Regions from separate parts of the Mus musculus genome. Here region 1 is linked to region 2. A link is a contact called in public HiChIP or PLAC-seq data. All regions are on one chromosome and are shown on one strand. Each heading gives the region's core, a stretch centred on a gene start, on an enhancer-like site or on the middle of the called end of the contact. The rest is flanking DNA. Distances are from core to core; before and after follow the strand shown.

Evidence for each region. HiChIP or PLAC-seq counts read pairs in DNA pulled down with a chosen protein or histone mark.
Region 1: a contact with region 2 is called in an H3K27ac HiChIP or PLAC-seq map of microglia, with 7 times the contacts expected there. The contact joins two enhancer-like sites. A contact is called at or near these places in 1 of 484 Hi-C or Micro-C datasets (the G1E-ER4 cell line) and 1 of 115 datasets of contacts at active chromatin or transcription factors (microglia).

Annotation. Positions count from the first base shown.
Region 1 is chr3:51,866,042-51,871,200 of GRCm38.p6, forward strand. The region is part of intron 1 of Maml3 (mastermind like transcriptional coactivator 3); the gene reads right to left. Among named protein-coding and RNA genes, the nearest start is that of Gm46803, 160 kb to the left of the region's middle. Within about 2 kb of position 2,985, at least 42 of the 459 cell types and tissues checked have an H3K27ac peak or open chromatin away from gene starts, as enhancers often do. A contact at or near this core is called in microglia, where this site is marked.
Region 2 is chr3:51,515,026-51,519,836 of GRCm38.p6, forward strand. It overlaps Setd7 (SET domain containing (lysine methyltransferase) 7), which reads right to left. Exons shown (of 8, transcript NM_080793.5): 8 at 293-4,811. Among named protein-coding and RNA genes, the nearest start is that of Gm36008, 6.4 kb to the left of the region's middle. Within about 2 kb of position 3,111, at least 97 of the 459 cell types and tissues checked have an H3K27ac peak or open chromatin away from gene starts, as enhancers often do. A contact at or near this core is called in microglia, where this site is marked.

The DNA.
Region 1 (5,159 bases), core at 1,735-4,234, 350 kb after region 2:
TATTTTATTTTTTAGTGGGTTACCCCCTCCCCTTCAGTGGATTTAGTTCCCTCGAAGCTGTTAACCTGGCAGATGTCCTGATTGGGCCTCCAGGATCCCTGACTTAGCAGCATCAGACAGAGGCCAGACTGGGACACAGGGTGACGATTGGGACACAGATAGCAAGAAACATTTACTGAATTCCTCGGGTTCCCCTGAGTTAGCTAGATTAGGATCTCCTGCATTTAGACACTGGGATCCAGACTGCAATTATTGCTGGATTCTGATATTTTGAAGTCTGTGATTAGATTTTTAAAGATGCATATTCAAATCACACAGGATATTTCCTACTTGCTCTGGGGCATCTCATAACTAGAACCAGGGAACTGTAGTCTAGAATGGGGTTTTCCTGATCTCAGGGGATCATGAATTGAATGCAAGATTGACAAATTTCTATAATCGTTTCCACAAAGGGTATATTAATATATTAATAATTAATATATAAATAACATATATAAACAGTTTTGGCTCCTCTGAGTATAGTAATATCTGTCACCCTTCCCCACACCACACTACCAACAGATGGTGGAAGGACATTGTGTATCTGTGCAGGCTCTGTGCCAGTGGCTTTAGGGTCAACCCATTTCCAAGAACGTGGGCCATCCCGGAAAACATACACATTCACAGATGAGCTGACAAAGGTTGAGTGCATTTGTTTGAAAGAGATCTCCCCAAGAGGCAGAACAACACAGAAAGGAAAAGGAAAATTGTACCGCAACCTGGGAGGCCCTGGCCAATCACACACGTTCTCAGCATTTAGAGAAAAAAAAACCATTAACACAGGGAAGCATACAATACTTCTCACAATATCATGATATGCTGTGCACATAAACCAGAGTAAAACCCTGCATGGGGGGAATCCAGAGTCTGGCTGGTTCTCTGGATCTGTTTGGTTGGAAATTCTGGGTTTCTGGAAGAGACACCTGCTCAGAAAATTGAGAAGCCTTCATTGTGAAGTGCTTCAGGAAAAAAATGGAACCTCTCTCACTTCTACTATTCAGGAGCATCAAGGAACCCCACGGGAAGCCTTGGGGATGGAACCTCAGTCCAGGGGCAGCACGATCCACATTGAGGGTGTTGTGTCCTCTTACCCAATTTTGGAACACAGACACCAAGATCCAGCTGTGGGGTCCTTAATATATTTATCTTTGACTTTTCTAAAAAAAAATTATGAATGACTGAATTTCAGGGTCTGATTTTATCTTTTAGTTATGATTAAACTTGTAGTAAGTACCAACTGAACGCACCACAACTCCACGAGAATGGATCCCAATACATTAGGGGCATGGCAGACAAGGCCCTTGACATTCAGAAATGCTATGTCCCAAGATTCCCAAATCTCCAAGTTCCCAAGTACATAAAGTCCACACAGGCTCTTGGCTTTTTCACAATTGAATGAATAAATTACATTTCACCGCAGGTCCCAGGAGCCCTGGGTCCTCTTTTTATGTGAAATTTAAGGAGTTTTCATGAGCATTGATGAAACAATGAACCACTCATTAAGACCAAGACGATGATCCTGATGGTCACCAGGGCGGGCTGCATGATTCTTAAACCTCTTCACATAACTTTAAGCAGGATGCACAAGGATACATTTTTATCAGATAACTCAATTTGTCATTTAGTAAGTGACTTAAGATATTGCTGTTATACAGTATTCCCGTTGGTTGAAAATTGCTGGGCTTCATGCTGAGGATATTGTACCCTAATTTTTTACACTTATTTTTAGTAAGACAGGGTCTTACAATGGAGCCTTGGCTGGCCTAGAACTCAACATGTAGACCAGCCTGGCCTCAAACTCACAGAGCCACCTGCCTCCGAGTCCTGACGCATGAAATTAAAGGTGTGTAACCCTACATCTGGTCCTTTTTTTATTTTTTACGTTTTTGAGGTTGGATCTCATGTAGCCCAGGCTGGCTCCCAACTAGCTATGTACCCTGCCGTAGAGCCGTTGATCCTCTGACCTCAGGCTCCCAAGTAATTGGATTACAGGGTATATCACCATATTTGCTAGTGTTTCTCATTTGCCAACCTGACCAATAATAATAATAATAATAATAATAATAATAATAATAATAACAACAACAACAACCTCATAATAATCTGTGATGGCCGAGGATTGCTTCAGTAAGGACAGGTAACTCGGATTCCTCTCAAAGCCTCTTCTCCTGACTGCCTCACCAAACTTCAACAAAGCTTGCTGATAAATTCTGAGTTTTAGAACCTGTCATAAGGGTCCAAGGTGGACCCATCCATGCCTGAGTCAGATCTGCCGTTTCGCAGAAATGCCCAGAGCTTTTCTACAGGAAAGATGCTGTGCCCCAAGTCTGTCACGTGTGTGAGGAGCTGATGGCTGTGACCCTGGTGGCAGCAGCAGCAGCAGCAGCAGCAGGAGGAGGAGGAGGAGGAGGAGGAGGAGGAGGAGGAGGCAGAGACTACATGCATCCAGCGACTTCCATGCATGCAATAGCTTTCTTTCCTAGGCAAAGCTCCACAGGGATGAGCAGGTGCTGTCAAAATCGCAGTCAGAACCCCGAAGGGCTCATCTTTCCTGCACACACACACACACACACACACACACACACATTGTGTTTCCTTTTTAAACCGCAAGAAACAGTATCCTCAGGGGTCTTCTCCCAGTAGTTCTTACTAGGAGTCATGTATACATTTTCTCTTCAAACGCATCTGTAGACATGACCCTGTGTTATTTTCTGATTTTTCTAATGGGATTTTATTTATAGCTGTAAAGAAACAAAGGAGGGAGGTGAGGAAGGAGAAAGAATCACTCGGAAGGAAGTGAACAGATGAAAAGATTTGCTATGATCTGTGTCATTCCCAGCTGGAGATTCCTACCAGCGAGGACGGCCAATGTATAGCAAGCCGTGGCCAAGCCCTGGGTTCTCTGTTTGTTTTCTGGGAAGGACGAGGTGGGAGGAGAGACACTTCAGAGAGCTTCCCCTTCCAGGGCCCAGGGATATTTTTATTCCACTGTTTACTCAAAATGTCCTCTTTCTCAACAAGGAATTCTCACTTTTGTTTTTAGCCCCTCATGAGAGCCTCTCTTCCTCTCTGCAGCTCTGGAGTCTTGCACCAGCTTAGGAGATGCAAAAGGCCCAGAGCTTCCAGATGTGAGGAGATGATTTTGAAATAAAACCCCAGCATAAACTCATCTCCTTTAGGAATGCAAAAGTGTTGAAATAGGTCTATAGAATAAAAAAATCTCTGGTATCCCCTCAAAGAGGTCAGGAGCCCCATTTCCACCTGAGCTGTCACACAGGGAGCAAACCCTGGCAGCCAAGAGCCACCTCCCAATGAGGGCACATAGATTCTCATAGTCTCCCCTCGCCCACACATCTCTGCCAGCAAGCAAACAAACACCGTCTATTTCTAGACAGCACCTGACTCCTAGGTCTCCATTTCATTGAGCATTTTTTTTTCTCCAGATATGAAGGCTGAGGGCCTGGGCTTTCTTTACCAACAAGGGGACTTCTTTATGGTTATGTCTTTCCATGTGTGCATGTATGTGCATCTGTGTTCTGTCCTGTGCCTATGCATGCAGAGGTCAGAGGCTGACGCTGGTTGTTATTCTCTAACCCTCTCTACCTTATATAAGACTTCCACAGAATATTCTACTATACAGACTGGCCTGGGAAGTTTGGGGGACGGTGTCTTCCTGTCTCCTCCTGCTGGACCTTGGATTACTAAAGAACATAGCCAAGCGCCCAGATGCTCACATGAATGTTGGGGGCCACACGTGGGTTCTCAGGCTTACTCGGCAAGCCCTATAACCAGTAAGTCTTTAGACTTTTTCCACAGCAGGACACAAGGCAGGACAGGAGGACTTTTCTCTCCTGTGTGAATCCCCATGGGGAAGGTAAGATTCCTCTATGCACATGCCATAAAAGGCACATGCTGATAGATGGGCAAACATGGAGGCTGAAGTGACCAGCTGGACAGCGGGGCACGCCACCCCACCATTCAAACCTAGAAGCAGCAGCAGTCTGGAGCCTGCCAGCTTAGCTGTCCTGTGTGGGAGACGATGCTCGGGCTTCATCCCAGCTGAAATTCATTTTTCAAAAGAAATTAGACCGAGGCACTGTTGTTATAGCAACAGTCAGAGTCATTTAGGCACACAGTCTCTTTTCTACAACCTCCCTGACTTATGTGGGCAGCATTTCATTTATGCAAGGGGAGTGGCCAAGGCTGAGCTTGCACGGACCCTTTATCAGCCTTGAAGATGTGAAAGCCTGAGTCCTCTATGGCCAATCCAAAGCCCCAGGACAATACTAAGTGACCAGAAGGTGAGCAGGGAAGATATCAAAAAAAAAAAAAAAAACCAAAAAAAAACCCTCTGAATCCAGTCCTTCCATGCCCTGGGGTAGGAACTGAGTGTGTCAGCTCTCCATTTCCTGCCTTATCCAGGGATTGGCAGCTGACAGGGGAGTATCTGGTGAGCATCATAATGCACTCAGTGAACCTCGAAGTGACTTCATTATTTCAACTCTATAGGACTTTGGGGTGTAGACGTCCTAATATGACAGAGAGTCCACACCAGCCGCTGAAACCCATATTCAGTCTCAAAATGATCTCGTTCTGAGGAACATGTACACCTCTTAAGAAAGAATCCACATGTCAAAGGGCCTGCTAGAGAAAAGCCACAGGGGGTCGTCTACATCCATACAAGGGAATACAAGGATAACAACAAACTGAGCCTAGTGCTCATGGCCAATGTTACAGGACACCTGTATCTATACCATGTATGGATCCATATGTCAAAGTCCAGCTACCAGAAACTCAGTCTTTATGATAAAGTCCTTAGGGTGGGTCTGACTTCTTATAAGAAGCAGGAATTAGGCTCCAGGTCCCAGAGGGAAACCTGTGAGAACAGATGGCTGCCTTAGTCCACTAGTCCACTTGGTTGCGCTACTGCAACAAAATGTCAGAAACTGGATACTTTATAAAGAACATTTTATTTGTCATGGATCCTGGGAAGTCCATGATCAAGGCGCTGAAGAGTCATGGTCTGGTGAGCCCTGTTCTCTATAGAATGTTGTCAAGGCCCTGTTCCTATGGAATGACATCACCTGGGTATCCTGGTATGTCCGAAGTGCAAATGAGAA
Region 2 (4,811 bases), core at 1,861-4,360:
CACTGTGTAGCCCTGGCTGTCCTGAAACTCCCTCTGTAGACCAGGCTGGCCTCAAACTCAGATCTGTGTTTTCCTCCCAAGTGTTGGGATCAAAGGCCCAGGCAGTGTGTCATCTAAACCACTGAGTCACCTTGGCCCCATCCCTGTATTAAGAATTTCTAAACAAACTTCCAATGTAAAGTTCATTTAGTAATTTAAATACACAGGAAGGCACAGTCTATGGGCACTGTTGCTGCTTTTCTTGCCTAGACAACTAAAAAACAAAACAAAACAAAACAAAACTGACAACAGGAGATTGTATATTTTGTTTAATACTTGCATTGTTTCTATAGCGCAATTATAGCAATCTTTAAGTTTACTTTTCATTACAAATATTTGTCAAGTTTTGTTTCAGAAACATTTTTCCTACTTTCTTGCACATGCGCCCAGACACACTACAAAAAATTCATTCATAACACAGTAAGGGCAAACATTACTCATGTAAACATCTTCCATTGATTTCCCGTAATTAAAAAAAAAATCATAGAATTATATATTGAATAAGGCTCATAGATTTAGTTCAAATTCCACAAAAGACCAAAGATGGTTTTTTTTTCTTTTTAACTGTGATGGGTTGACTTTTGGTTACAATCAAGGCCGAAAGCATAACCCCCTGGCTTCCACTCCATAAACGTACCTCACAACCCAAGAAAATGCCTCGTAGGATAGAAAGAGAACATAGAAAAACCAAGAGGAAAAAAAAAAGAAAACATTTGAAGAAAGGAGCCAAGAATCGTGGACATAACTTCATAACTCGCTTATGCAACCACCAGGTGTGACGTACATAGCCCCTGTAGCATCAAGAATAATTATAGTAACCAAGTAGATAGGTAAGGGGGCACTGGCTCAGTGTTCATATTGCTAGCGTACACAGTGAAATTTGTCAGATTATTGTTTTGTTATAACCCAGGGCCAAAGGTGGGTTGGGGAACGCACTCAAGTGAAATATCATTTTGTAAAGGATTTTTTGTTTGTTTGTTTTGTTTTTCTTTCCAGTAACTCAAGAGTTGGAAGGTATTAGGTACATGAATGGTCTTCATATTAAAATGACATTTAACAACTGCGTGTAAAATCACAGACAGGAATCAAGGGTTTCCATTATCCACGGAAGTCTCCCTCTCTGGCTGAAGTCGGGTGCTTAGATGCATAGTCTTCCAGAGCTGAGACTGGATAAGGACTGTGCTGAGGATGGCCCCTGCCAGCGGCTGCTCGCCTCCTCCCTCGAGGAGAGGGAGGTCAGAAGGCAAAAAGCATTGGTAACTCTGTGAAGTCCCACCCCGGGGTCCAGACCCCAACTCCACTGAGGGTAGCTTCCCTGACATCGTGACTAGGCAGTTAGGGGTGGCGAGTGAAGGTAGCCGGGAAACCCAGCTCCGAGGTTTACAAGTCTGGCTTCTGATTCTGCTGCCCTGCAAAAATAATTGTGCTCGTATAACTGCACCGGTGTCTCTAACGCCTCGATTCGCTCTCAGGCCCCTCAGAGGCCTGCGGGAATCACTAAAAGGTAAACACGTCTCCTTTAGCACCGAACTTACCACCAGAAAGCGGCTGAGGCACTGGGGAAGCCTACCTCACATCGGACGCCACCCCACCAGGAGGTGGTCATCAGTCAGAGCGGTTTGTAGGCTTTTTGATTTCTAAAAATGAAAATTGATCTGCATTATATCTCAATAGACTCAGATAATTCTCACCAAAAATTTTTGTCCTGTGTTTAAATAGCACTGGAATAATTCAACTTCATTTAAATATATTCATTCTACCATGAAAATATTTCATACAAACAGCTATTTACATACAAACACATTAAAATTTGTGGAAAGGGCTCCACCCCTGCGGCTTTATGGCTTGAAATAGTTTCATTGCTTTGAATATGTATGCACATGTTTGGCAAAATAAAACTTACAAAATTGAGTCTTTTTGAAAACAAAAATCACCACCCCTCCCCTCCCCTCCCCAACCCCGGCAAAACCAAACCAAAACCAAAAACAACCCTCCAAAACTAAAACCCAAAAAACACTGACACCAAAGCTTAAAATTTTAGAAGGGAAAGCAATCCAAGCCCCGCTGCCCCGCTGCAGCAATGCAAGCCTCAGGGCGGGAATCTATCAAGGTACCTCCCTGTACCTGGAAATTGAAGATATTTGTGAACCTTTGATCTGCAGCAAAGAAACATTGCGACTCTCCATCTTGCAACATAGTTTTGCTTGTTTGTCTAAAATAAAAGATGTCTGGATTCTAAATCTCTACTTTGAAGACAGAATTTGAGGTGGCTGTTTGAGAATAACCAAAGCCTAGAACTCTTGACCTTCTTGGAAAATGTAGAAGTGCATTTTTGCAGTGAGAAATTTAGATTTTTTTTCTTAAACCAATTAAGTAAAATTAATAAAAGTGTCACATACTGTCTCACGAAGACAACCTTTTATTTCAGTGTTCACAATTGACCCTTCCACTCCCAGTACTAGGGACGTAAGCCAGGGCCTCTAGCTGCTAGGCAGATGTTGGACTTTGAGCTGTATTTGCTGCTCAACGCAACTTTAATTGTCACAATTAAATGTTGTAAATGATTACATGGCCTTGTTGGTGTGTGGGTGTGTGTGTGTGTGTGAGGGTTGGTGATAAGGAAACAGTTTTTCAAGACTGATGAACCCCAAAGGGGAATGAGGCTGAACTCTAGTCCCAGTCAGGTTCAAAGAGGCCTTGACAAAAAAAAAAAAAAGGTTTCCTTTTTAGTTGCTGGAGAGGTCAGGGATTGAGAGGATTAAAATAAGAATCTGTACTAAGAAACTCAAGTCTTCCGCCTGTTACTCTGTAACCTTATCATTCTTTTGTGTCCTAATTTCAGTTCTTTCTTTTGCTTCTGTTAGTTCCAGCGTATGCCCCAGTTAGGGGGGACGTGCTCCATGGATTAGTTCCTAGTCCTAACTCCTAACTCTAACACAAGGCAATAATAGTTCAGCATAGGAAAGATGCTAAAGATGGGTCAAGTCATGCAGGGTTGGACTGAGACAGCTCTGAATGAGGCCTCTCGAGACCCGTGCTGACGTCAGGCAGGTAAGCCCACAAGCGCCAGCTGTCAGGAAGACAGCGCACAGTTCTTTTTCTTCTCTACCACACAGAATCTCAATCATGGCTGTTTGTGATTATGATCCTGAGAGAAGACCAGACTTGCCCGCTTCCTATGTCCTTCTACAGTAGAAGGCACATTCGGAGGCTTTTCTGTTTTGGTTCAAGCAAGGAGCAAACCCCAACCTCCCTCAGCAGCTAATTCTCTATGCAGCGCCTATGCTGTCTGCTTCTCTTCTCCACAGTGAGGTTCTGGCCTCTTTAACAGTTGCAACCTATGACTAAGCAAGTTACCTATGCTTGGTAACTTGGAGAGAGGAAGAGAGAAGGGGAGGGGGAAGGGGAGGGAGGGGGAAGGGAAAGCAAGGGAAGGGGGAGGGGAGGGAGAGGGAGAAGAAGAGGGAGGAAGAGGGAGTAAAAGGAAGAGGGAGGGAAAGGAAGAGGGAGGGAGAGGGATAGAGAAGGCGGAGGCAGGGGCAGTGACTGGAATGGGTCACAGTCAGGGAAAGGCACAGAGTCCAGCAAGAGAGAAGAGGAACTTAAGACATAAGGAAAGAGGTGGAGCAATCGGCTGGGCTGCCATTCTGCACACACACACCCAGGCTTCTCACACAGCAGAAGAAAAGGAGCTGAAAGGCACCAGGAACCCAGGGCGAGGGGAGACAGGGAGGCTCGGCTCTGAGGGTCTGCTTCCTGTGTCTAAGGGTCACCGACACATTGCTGCTGGGTTTGAAGTCCAGTGTGTCTTCCTCCACTGTGGGATGGGAAAAGTAGATCGGTTTCCCAGCCACATGTGTGTGTGTGTGTGTGTGTGTGGAGGGGCGGGTGCGTGCCATGCTGGGTGTGGTCAGAGGCTAGCCTTCAGGAGTTGTTTCTCTCCTACTATATATGTCCTAAGGCTTAACTCAGGCCATCGGCTTGCCAACAGCACCTTTACCTGCTAAACGTTTTTTGCTGGCCCTTAAGCCCCCCCAAATTGTTTTTGAGTCCCATTTGGATGAGATTGCTAGAGTAGCCCTTTAGGATAGAGGTTGAGCCCCTACAGCAACTGAGGCTAAGGTTCCATCCCCAGGTGTGAAATCCTGTGAGCCTGGGCGATTGGAGGTGGAACCTGTTCTCTCGTCCTCCGTCCTCCTTCTCATCTGGTCACTGAAGTTCAGCCATTGTTCTCCCCAAAGCAGCCAACTCTCTTTGGGCACATTTACAGAAAAGCTCCTCTCAGAATCTGAACCCACAGACTCAGCCTCCTGTCAGAGTTTACTGAATGGTGTCTTTCTACAGAATAGAAGCCATCCTATCCTGCTGACTTGCAGTCTGAAAACTATTCAGTCCTCTTTGCAGGAGGCTCCTCGAAAGTCCAGAGGACGTTTCTCCCGAGGGAACTCGCTCCTTAAGCTTTCAAACAGGGATGTGACTAGCACTCCCGGGCAGCATCGTCACCTGGGTGCAGAGCCTGACGGTAGGTATGTCAGGAAGCTTGTGAAAGAGCCCAGGGGTGGCTATCACAACTGAGGGCTGAGTTCTCCACCTGGGGCTCTTGATGGAAAAGCTGTGTCGCAGCCCCAGATAAAGCACTCCTGAAAGTTGTGAAGACCAAGATGCAACTGACCACAGAATATCAAACCGCTCTCTACCTGTCTCCTCTCTCCATTTCCACCTACTCCCAAGCATCTCTCCCCTTTCCCAGAGCCCTTTATTGCAGCTTGGAA